Regions from separate parts of the Zea mays genome. Here regions 2 and 3 are each linked to region 1. A link is a contact called in public Hi-C data. All regions are on one chromosome and are shown on one strand. Each heading gives the region's core, a stretch centred on a gene start, on an enhancer-like site or on the middle of the called end of the contact. The rest is flanking DNA. Distances are from core to core; before and after follow the strand shown.

Evidence for each region. A called contact is a pair of places that touch in the nucleus more often than the background predicts.
Region 2: a contact with region 1 is called in a Hi-C map of bundle sheath, with 2.5 times the contacts expected there. The contact joins the promoter of LOC100383079 here to the promoter of LOC100192886 in region 1. A contact is called at or near these places in 3 of 25 Hi-C or Micro-C datasets (bundle sheath, ear and leaf).
Region 3: a Hi-C map of bundle sheath shows a contact between it and region 1, with 2.7 times the contacts expected there. The contact joins the promoter of LOC100274411 here to the promoter of LOC100192886 in region 1. A contact is called at or near these places in 6 of 25 Hi-C or Micro-C datasets (bundle sheath, ear, endosperm and 2 more).

Annotation. Positions count from the first base shown.
Region 1 is chr1:243,128,607-243,132,097 of Zm-B73-REFERENCE-NAM-5.0, forward strand. LOC100192886 reads right to left here and starts at 1,834. Exons shown (of 4, transcript NM_001157523.2): 1 at 1,557-1,834; 2 at 1,073-1,437; 3 at 894-972; 4 at 1-758. The coding sequence starts at 1,716. The coding sequence ends at 235.
Region 2 is chr1:242,985,211-242,988,701 of Zm-B73-REFERENCE-NAM-5.0, forward strand. It overlaps LOC100383079, which reads right to left and starts at 1,938. Exons shown (of 1, transcript NM_001175750.1): 1 at 1-1,938. The coding sequence starts at 1,897.
Region 3 is chr1:243,272,740-243,276,230 of Zm-B73-REFERENCE-NAM-5.0, forward strand. It overlaps LOC100274411, which reads right to left and starts at 1,754. Exons shown (of 14, transcript NM_001148770.1): 1 at 1,237-1,754; 2 at 685-746; 3 at 401-473; 4 at 264-320.

The DNA.
Region 1 (3,491 bases), core at 584-3,083:
ATGACGATGCGTTACACCGGGGCGGGGCGGGGCGGGGCGGCGAGACTCTCATTTACACAGGTCTGCTGGAAGAACTGATCTCGGATCGGAGCACTGCTTAAGCTAGCTACTACTCACTGATAATTTTAACTAAAGACACCGCTAATCCAGGACAAGCCCATGGTTCTTGGTCTCACACGGAGGAAGGGGGTGCCAAGGCGCGGCGGCGGCGGCAAACCGGCGAAGCGAGCGAGTTCACATGACGGAGCAGGCGTTGGGGTTCTCGTCGCTGAACATCTGGGGCGCGTGGAGGTGGGTGGGGCCGTACGCGTAGGCTGGCGCGGGCGGGTAATGGACGCCGCCGCCGTTGGGGTAGAAGCCGGCGTGGTGGTTGGGCGGTGGGGCGGCACCGTAGTAGCCGCCTGGAGCCGGCTGGTGGTACGGCGCGTACCCGTAGTGCGGCGGCACCTGGTACATGCCGGCGTCGGCCAGGGGCGGCGGCGCCACCGACGCGGAGGCGGCCGCGGCCCCGGCCTTGTCCTTCTTCTCCTCGGCCCCGCCGCCGCCGCCGCCGCCACCGTCCTTCTTCTTATCTCCCCCGTCTCCTGCGCCCTTGTCCTTCTTGTCACCGCCGCCGCCGCCGTCCTTCTTGCCGGGCGCCACCACTTCCACGTCCCGGCTGAGCTTCTCCCTGAGGTACGCCGGCAGAGCGGCGCCGTCCATGGTGCCGGTCACCTTCACCAGGTCCTTGGCGGCGTCGAACGCCACGTCCTTCACGCCTGGAATGGAATGGAATGGACGCACAAAATTGTCAGGTCCAATTTTTAGATCTCCACGGAAAAGGCTCTCAAAGCCTTTTGACGATTCTCGTGGGATGCGAATAAAACTGCGACGGATGCCTAGGAAAACCTCACCTTTGATCTTGGAGATGCGGCGCTTGATGCGCTCGATGCAGCCGTCACAGTGCAGCCGGATCTTCAGCGTCACAGTCTCCTGAAAGAAAAAAAAAAGACCGTCGTTCAGTTGCTGAGCAAGGCGGCAGACGGTGACGAGACGAGGGTCGCCGGACTTGAATAATCGGCTAGTAAATGACCTCCTTGGGCTTCTTCTTCTCCTCCTTGGGCTTGTCGGCACCCTTCTCCTTGTCGGCCTTCTTCTCGCCGCCGCCCTTCTCCTTGTCGGCCTTCTTCTCTCCGCCGCCCTTTTCCTTGTCGGCCTTCTTCTCTCCGCCGCCGCCGCCGCCCTTCTCTTTGTCCGCCTTCTTCTCGCCGCCGTCCGCTTTCTTATCCTTCTCCTTCTCCTTGTCCTTCTCCTTCTTGGGTGGGCCGGCGCCGGCGGAGACGATCTGCACGGGCTTCTTCGCCCTGGCCTCGATGCGCTCCTTGAGCTCCACCGCGTCCGCCGGACCGGTCACGACCACCTTACCCGCCGCCATGTCCGGCGTCACCGACTCCACACCTGCACGTGCGTGCGGCCACAGAGCAACCGAACGGACGGTGAGAAACAAGGAACAAGCCCCACCGCAAGAGAAGTACACGCGTAACCGCCGGTAATCTGGGGGAAGAGCGCGTACGCACCTGGGGCGTGCTTGATGGCCTTGCGGACCTTGTTGGCGCAGCCGGCGCAGTGCAAGTCGACCTTCAGCACGATGGGCTGCGGCGCGGCCCCGGCGCCGGCGTCCTTCTTCTTGTCGCCGCCGGCGGCGTCCTTGTTGCCCGCCTTCTTGTCCTCTCCCATGGCGGCCGGCCTTTGTCTGTCTCGTCGACCTGTCTCTGTGGCGGGGCGGGGGGCGGTTACCGAGGGCGCTGGGCGCCGCGGAGTTCGAGGTGGAAGGCTGGGGCGTTCTGAGACGGAGAGGGCCGAGTGCCCCGGTGGGGGCGGCGTTAAATAGGCGGCGGGACCGGGCGGGTGATGAGCGGGCCGCGGGGGTGGGTGCGCGCGCACAAGCGCAGTGATGGCGGAGGGGGGAGCCAGAGTGGGGCTGCTGCCAAGCTGCTGACCGCGGACCGGCTGGCTCGTCGCTGCAGTGGATGTGGACGTGTCTGCCGCGCGTGCGCGCGCCGCCAAAGGATTTCCTCTCCCGGCCTTCTTCCTCGTTGTTTCGTTGGTAGTGCCGTTTAACAACGGGAGTAGAAGTGTTCCGCTTGGAGTTGAAGTCCTTTTTAATGGCATGGATTTTGAGTAATAACTGAGTACAGCACTAGCATTACCGATTTTTTGGTCTGTATGTGACACGGTAACGCCCATAACTATTTTTTTTTTGTAAAAGAAAAAGGTGTTCACTAATGAAGAAACCAACAAAACTACAAAAGAGAGACTGACAGTTGCCACCGAGCGCAGAGACGGAAGGCTATGAATATGATGACGCCTCTACCTGTGGGATGTGCCTGTGCGGTGCCAACGACGCCGTAGCGCACACGTTTGGTCACTCATGCGGCTATGGCCATGGCCGCTCGCTTGCTTCCCGGAACGGCCGCGCCCCGGGAAGCCACGTCCGGATGACGTCATCGCCCGCCGGTTTCGGTTTGTCTGGGCGAGCCCGAGTTGTGAGTGGTGACCGGGGGCGGGGGACGCCAGGCGCCCAGGCCGCGCGCATGGGGGGTGGTGGCGGGAGGCCACCGGCGGTACGGCGCCCACGTGTGCCCCACCTGCGCTGCGCTGGCTTCGTACGGGAGGCGCGGCCCGGCGGATTTTTTTTTCAAACGATGGTTGGCGCTCGCCGCCCTGCAGGGCGGAATCCCCGCGCGGCAGCCCACGGACGGGACGGGCCTTCCCGGCTGTCACGGGCTGACGCCTCACATACAGGCTCCTGCTGCGGCCGCTTTGAGTCCATGTCATTGTCGGGTTGTTTCTCGTAATTCCCCATTCGTGAGCAGGCGTGCGTTGGTACGGTGTTTATGCTGCGAGCACGGTTCCACGTGACATCACATAATATGAGTGGGTCCGGCAGGCCCAGCAATTGAATGGCTTATTCTCTGCTGGCTCCGAACTCAAATCTGTTGGAGCGCAGCGGTAACGAGATTCGAGAGAACAGAGAGGAATAGTGAAAATGACGGTTGTGTGTTTTATTGCAGGGAATATACAGGTGAAGGGGTGCGTTCTCAAGTGGATGTCCCTTGAAAATTATCTATCGTACCCCTTGGATTGATCACAGATACAATATTTTATAACACTCCCCTTGATCAATTCAAGTCCATTTGATAATCTGCAAGCTGTCTTCCAATATATTATCTTCTCAAAAACTCTGGGGGAAAAATAAGGAGTATACAATATCTTTTGGATAATGAGATAATCTTACTTGAACTCCAAAAGAAAAATATGCTTGTAATCATCATGCATAAAAAACCCTTGTGGGGAAAAGTCAATGATGAAGCATATAGCTTAGTTGATATTACCTCATTAAAAACTTTGGATGAGAAAACCTCAATAATGCAAAACTCATACAAAGAAAAGAGTGTAATATGATGGTACAAAATAGGTCAAATATCATGGAGAATTACTCCCCCTCATCC
Region 2 (3,491 bases), core at 688-3,187, 140 kb before region 1:
GCAAGGGCGCGCTGCCGTCGAGGTACTGCGTGACCTGCCGCATGGTCGGCCGCGCCGCGGGCGACGGGTGCAGGCACGCCAGCCCCAGCCGCAGCACCAGATCCGCCTCCGCGACGTCGTACTCCAGGCCAAGCCTAGCGTCCACCGCGCCGGCTATGGAGCCCTTGCGCCAGTGCCCGAGCACCCAGTCCACGAGCACGAATCGGTCTCCAATTCCAACCCCAACGGTGGCGGCGGAGTCATCTTCCTCTTCCTCGATGGGCCTCCGCCCGCAGGCAACCTCCAGCAAGAACGAACCGAAGGCGAACACGTCGGAGAGAGTGGTTGCCTTGCCAGTGCGCACCAGCTCCGGGGCCAGGTACCCCATGGTGCCGACCACATGCGTGGTCTGCGGGTCTGTGCCGTGGTCGTACAGTCTCGCGAGGCCAAAGTCACCCAGCCGCCCGTTCATCTCGCCGTCGACGAGCACGTTGCTTGCTTTGATGTCTCGGTGTATAACCACCTTCTCCCAGTCCTCGTGCATGTAGAGTAGCCCGGCCGCGACACCTCTGACGATGTGCACCCTCTGAGCCCAAGCCAGGACGGGCTTGTCGCCATGGCAGTGGAGGTGCTTGTCCAGGCTGCCGTTTAGCATGTAGTCGTACACCAGCAAGAGCTCCCCTTCGCGCCGGCAGTAGCCGAGCAGCGGCACGAGGTTGCGGTGCCGGAGACGGCCAATGCTGGCGACCTCGGCGACGAACTCCTTCATCCCTTGCCTTGATTCGTGCGACACCTTCTTCACGGCGACATAGGTCCCGGAACCCGGGAGCACGCCTTTGTACACCCTGCCAAACCCGCCTGCTCCGAGCAGCCTCTTGTCCCTGAAGCCGCCGGTGCCGTCGTACAGGTCCTTGTACGCGAACCGGTGTGGCCCGAACTCCACCTCCCAATCTTCGCGCAGCTCGGCGTACCTGCGCCGCCGTCGGAGGAGCACGAACCCGAGGGCGACCGCCGCGAGGACGGATACCGTGGTGGCTATCGGCAGCGCGACAGTCAGCGCCTTGGACCGGGGCTTTGGGCCGATGCGAGGCAGCTTCGGCAGCTTGTCGTAGTCGAGAGCCGGAGCGGCGCCGTCGAGCGCGAAGCTCCATCCGAGCACGTAGTGCTTCACCAGCACGATGCTGGACGCGGACGAGAAGCCGACGTACGCTGTGTCCGTGATGACCGTGGAGAGGTTGATGTTCCTGGTCGAGATGAGCGGTCTCCGGGGCCTGGGCTGGCGCGCCGGGGCCATGGCCACGGTGACCTCCGTCGTGGCAGCGTCGTAGTCCACCCAGACCTGCATGGGTTCCCTGCTTATGAGGCTCAGGTTATGGAACGCGCCGCCGCCGCCGTCGTCAAAGTACCCCGCCGGGGCGGCCACGGTGGAGTTGAGGCTGTTGACGTCGACGCCGACGTGGTTGTTGTTGATGTCGGCGAACTCCGGGTTCCGCACGGTGTCCAACTCGACGGCGAAGACGTGGTTGCGGGCGTCGCCGTTGTCGGTGCCGTTGAACATGCCCAGGTACTGCTGCGGCATCGCCGTGGACAGGTCCGTGGTCGGCGCCACCAGGAACGCGAACCCGCTGGTGCTCAGGTCGAGGAACTCCGACACGATGGCGAACACGAACGTCGTGGAGAAGGACGACAGCATCGGCCGGTGGAACTTGACTGGATCCGGGTGGAACGCGTGGCCCTTGGACATGTTGGTGTCGTTGGTGAGCTGGAGCAGACCGGCCGGCGTGACGGTGGCCGTACCGTCGAGCGACAAGCCCGCGCCGCCGAAGCCGTTGTAGGCGAACTCCACGGCGCCACTGGCGGCGGCAACCATTGCCGCAACCACCACTACCGGCAGAAAACGCTTACTACTAGCAGACATGGCGATGCACAGTTTCCACGTCACTCACAGGGACACTAACAAATGAAATGCTCCATTGATCTAGCGCCAAGTCAAGCCAGGAAACCTACTCTTGTGATAGCCAGGAAATCTAATTTTATTTATTACACACTGAGGCTGGAAGAAATCGAGAACCGCAAGAAAGGGTCGCCATGAGAGCGACCTGCCATGACTCATCATGCAATATTCAACGGCGTGCGCAAGACTGCAAGGACTGCAGGTATGAATACACGGCGGTTGCGTTTCATTGCCTTCCTCCTCGACCTGCCTTGATTCATCTTCCAATTAATATACAACGGCGTGATCGCTCACGGTGTCGTGATTGATCGGAAATCTAATTGTACTCTGACAACAAGTGGCACACTAGAAATTCGTCACATCTGTCAATAGTGCATCTGGAGTTCTGGACGATATAATGTCGTGACTCCAAAGCAACAATGTGGACGCATGGAGTCATGGACCTTGACGAAGGTTAGTTGGGACTCCCACCTGGAAATTTCATCTTCTGTGGGTTTTTCAATTGGACCACGACTTGAATGTCGCCTGAAAATGCCCCTTTTTATGCTTTCGGCAACGCAAGTTGACCTAAACTACAGGTACATGCATCGCTGGTCTTGTTGGATCTCAATTCTCATGTACGGGATAACTATTAGCCTAGAGATGGCGACGGGGTGCGTTGGGGCTGGGGAAGTGCTCGTCGTCTCCGTCTCTGTCCCCATCCCGGCTCTCATCCTCGAAACTTATTTCCCATCTCAGCTCCGAAGCACTTAGCCTTTGTTCGGTTGCACAAAATCGAAAAGAATTGAGTGGAATTCAATTTCCTTCACTCCACTCCCAACTCAACAATCCCGTAATAGAGAGGATTTCATCCCTATCCCTGTTGGGAGCCCGATACCCACGAGAACCCGTGCACGATCAATTATTGAATACAAATATTACAATATACACATATAAACCAGGATTGCCACGTGAGCGAGTGATAACTGAGTGAAGGAAATAAGGGTTAGCGAGTGAGGAATTTGCATCTTTATATGGGGTCACAGGGATGGCATGACTCCTAATTCGGGTCCCCATTAGACCTCCACGGAAAATTTTCGCCCCTGTCCCTTGAGTTTTGGGTCTCCACCCTGCTATTCCCGCGGATGAAATTTTAGACTCACCACCGCCCCTTTGGGTCGGGTCTCCGCGGGGACCTGCCCCTTACAAAAAATTTGTCATCCTTAGATCAGCAGAGCATGCACATAATCGTACAAAACACTGTTTTACACTGTAGACTACACGGTTTACATAGTGGCGTTTAAAACATGGAGTGGAATAGGGGGTGGGGTATGGAGACCGCTAAATATAGCCTTATATTAGCAGGGGAGGGGGCAGGCCTGTTATTTTTTTGTTAGATGACATATAAGACACTAACTAGTTTGTTTGTTGGGGACTGGTACCAAAGAAGGACCCTGATTTAAAGGAAAGTACAAAAAGTTAGATTGGTTCAACCCTAATTTTTACACATGTATAGTTGATTGCATTCTTAAAGGGGTCTTTGGGATAGCTCCACTTCACCAATTCTAGCTTCGCTTCA
Region 3 (3,491 bases), core at 504-3,003, 140 kb after region 1:
ATATTTTACTTTTAATTGTTGTACGTACGTATTTATCGTACTCTGAAATGTTTGTACATATTTTAGTTTTGTTAAATCTGTTGTTTTAAATATTAAAATGGATAGAAGAGAGGAGAGAGAAACTCTATATATAGAGGATCCAACAACGTCCTCTATATTTAGAGAACCGTTTAGAGAACGCTGCTAGAGACATAAAAGAGGAAAATCTTCTCTAAAATTTAGAGTAGAGGACGCTTTAAAGGACCTGCTGGAGAGAGTCTTACCTTCCCAGCCCTTGAGAAGAACTCATAAACATCTCTCTCGTCTGCCTTCAAAGATAGCTGCAGTAATGCTTACTAACATTAGTTTGATGCGTCAATGTATAAACTAATACAGTAGAGCATTTCATTAAAAAATAAACCTGGAAGGCAAATACAGTCCTCTGGTCCCTTTCTGGATCAACTTCTGGCTCTGCCCCGTCATCTTTCCTACGCCTTCACAACAAGAAAAGAAAACATGTTTAGCGAAGCAGCATAAGCAATGCATGAAGCAGTAAAAATAGACTTGTGACTATTATTATATCATCGTTTATTATCCCTGGTAAGCACAGATAACCAAATGTGTCCAAGCACCCCAACTGTGCCAGCCCAATCCATGTTGTTAACTTGCAACTACACCACAAAGATGATAAAAAAGAATGGTGACCTGATATCTTGAGTCAGGCCCAATTGCAGATACCATCTGAAGACGGCTCTATCGTATCATATCTGCGAGTTCCCATATTAATATTCAATATTCAAACTTATCAATCCTAGATGATAATATAACATGAAACTACAGTCATATGTTAGCAGGCCTACAGACAATGGTGATTGGTACTAATGCAAACTCACTATGTTTGACATGTATGTGCGAAAATAAAGTCCTAAAGCTACTACATAAGTTGCACATTACAACACACAGCTACAAAATTTCTACGGCAACAGAGAATCATGCTCACTCAATCAAGCAAATCCAAACAACAGCTCTACTCTCTTCAAGACTTAAAAGTTTGTACAGCTGCTTACAAGCTCAGGATGAAAAAATGTTGGTTTTTGTAACTAACCCTGCAAAGGGTTTGGAGAAACTTAGCCTGTATGAATCACATCAGACCCTTTACTAATCGACAATCCAACGTGGCTCGTAACAAGGCCATTGAATTGAAATGCACAAGACCTGTCACATTAGCATTATGCAAGACAGCTCACGAATTCGTACCTGACATCACGGTCGCGATAGTGATGTCGCTCGCTGCGCTCGCGCTCCCGCTCCAGCTCCCTAACCATCTCCTCTTCCTCGGCACGGCGCCGCTCCGAGCGGCTCCGGCTCCTCCGCTCCCGTTCCACTTCCCTCTCTCTCAGCCGGTGCCTGTCACCCCTCTCCTTCTCCCGTTCTCTCCCTTCCCTGTCCCTGTCCTTCCCGCGGCTTTCGCGGCTCCTCTCCTCCTTCACGTCATCCTTGTCCCGGTCACGGTGCTCCCGGCCGCTGCGGTGCCTGTCCCGGTCGCGGTCCTCCCCCGAGCGAGAGCGCTTCGATATGCGGTCCTCGCCGCCCTCGCGGCGGCGCGAGCCGCGGTCCTTCTCGCCGGAGCCGGAGCCGGAACCATTGGCCTGTGGGGGAGCGGGCTCTACCGCCTTCTCCAAGTACTCGTATTCGTCAAACTCCATGGCGGCGGTGCGGGGCGCTCGAATGGATCGGGGCACGGCTGTGAAACCCTAGACGGCGCGCTTGGGGAGGGACGGGGTAGGCAGGAGAACTGTGAAGTCTAAACCCTATCCATATACTAGAAAATTGGCCGGGCGCATGGGGCGATAATTTTTTTTTTTTTTTGCTATTTTAACACTCATTTAAATTGGCTACTCTCTTCTAATCTCCTCAAATCTAATTTCTATACTTATAAACTAATATCTTCTCTAAAATAGAATTAATTGTATTTTTACTCTCTTTTCTTTTATCTTCTTATTTTTTCTAGCCCTAAATGACTGAACTGCCCCTACCAGTTTTAGGTAGTGTTTGGTTGAGGAGTCAAGTAGAACGGAGTCGTTCCATTCCTGATTCTAGGAACGGAGCCGCTCTGTTTTGTGTTTGGTAATCTGGAACGGAGCGGTTCTGTTTTTTGTTTGGTTGCAGAGTGAGCGGAACGGAGCGTGACTGTGAGAGCGGGATTGGAACGGAGCGGCTCCGTCCCATTGATTTTTTGGAGCAGAATGGTTCCGGATCTGAGGAGAATATTCCCTAATTGGAGTCATTCCGTTCTAGTTACTTTGTAACCAAACAACAACAAAACTGGGACAGAACGGTTCCGTTCTACTTGGCTCTTCAACCAAACGCTACCTTAGTGTCTCAGGTCAAAGTCCTTGTGGGTCGAGCTCTCCTCCCTCATCCACAACCCGGCGCCTCTTTGTTGATTTGCCCTCTCTGTTGGTTTGCCAGTTCCTTTGTCTTCCTGTTGCCCATGTACTTTGAATTATATAGTATTTGGGCCAATATTATTATATTTAGTTATGCAACTTTTGGATCATGTAGATAGGACTTTAATGAAATCAGTGAGATCTTCTTTTTCTTTTTGTTATTCCTAGATGTTTTGAGTGTATAAAACGGTTCTTGGCCCTATATAATTGTTCCGTTGTGCTGGATTTGATTACATAATTATCTGAATGTATAGGATATAGAGTTGTGCACATCCAGACAACTTAAATCGTTTACACATATCACGTTTTAGGTGTCTATGTGGCCCTGGCTGGGACAACTGTTAGCTAATAGTTCAACTATTAGCTAGATTGTTTGGATGTATACAGCTAATTTTAGCAGCTAACTATTAGCTCTTGTGCATTAAAACAGCTCCTCAGTCTTGGATAGTGTACAGTAATCAAGATGAATGACAACGACTACAACACCTTTGTGTTTAGTTTAGCCAATTGAAATTACGTAGTACATATATTTTATTGTAAGGTTTTGTGTTTTTATTATTCACGCATCATTTTTCCCTTTCTATTGGTAGTTGTTGATCTGTATATTCTGTTCTAACTTCTAAGATGTGATTAACGGGATTGATTGCCTGATAAATATTTTCTGAACTTCCTTAGATCAATTTCCCGATACTTCACTTCAGCAATGGAGTGGTTATAGATGAACAAGTATGTTGGGGGCCTTCCTCTTCCGAAGGTCCTCAAAAACTTAACTAACTTGTTTTTCAGTATAACACAGGCTGTTACATGAGGCTTCGACTTTGAGATGAAGGTGTACGTGGTATGAAGGTGCAGTATGAATGAAGGACAAGCTAGCTCCGAAGATGTGGCTCAAGGAGCTTCGGCTCAGCACGTTAACGATGGTGAAACGAGAAACCGACTTAAGGGGGAAAAGACTGCTTAGTCCTCAACAGCTTGCCTTATAGTCAATAGTGAATGTCAAGGACATGAATGTAATTTCATCTAGGCTGCGTCTTGTGCCTATAAATAGATGAACAGTAACAC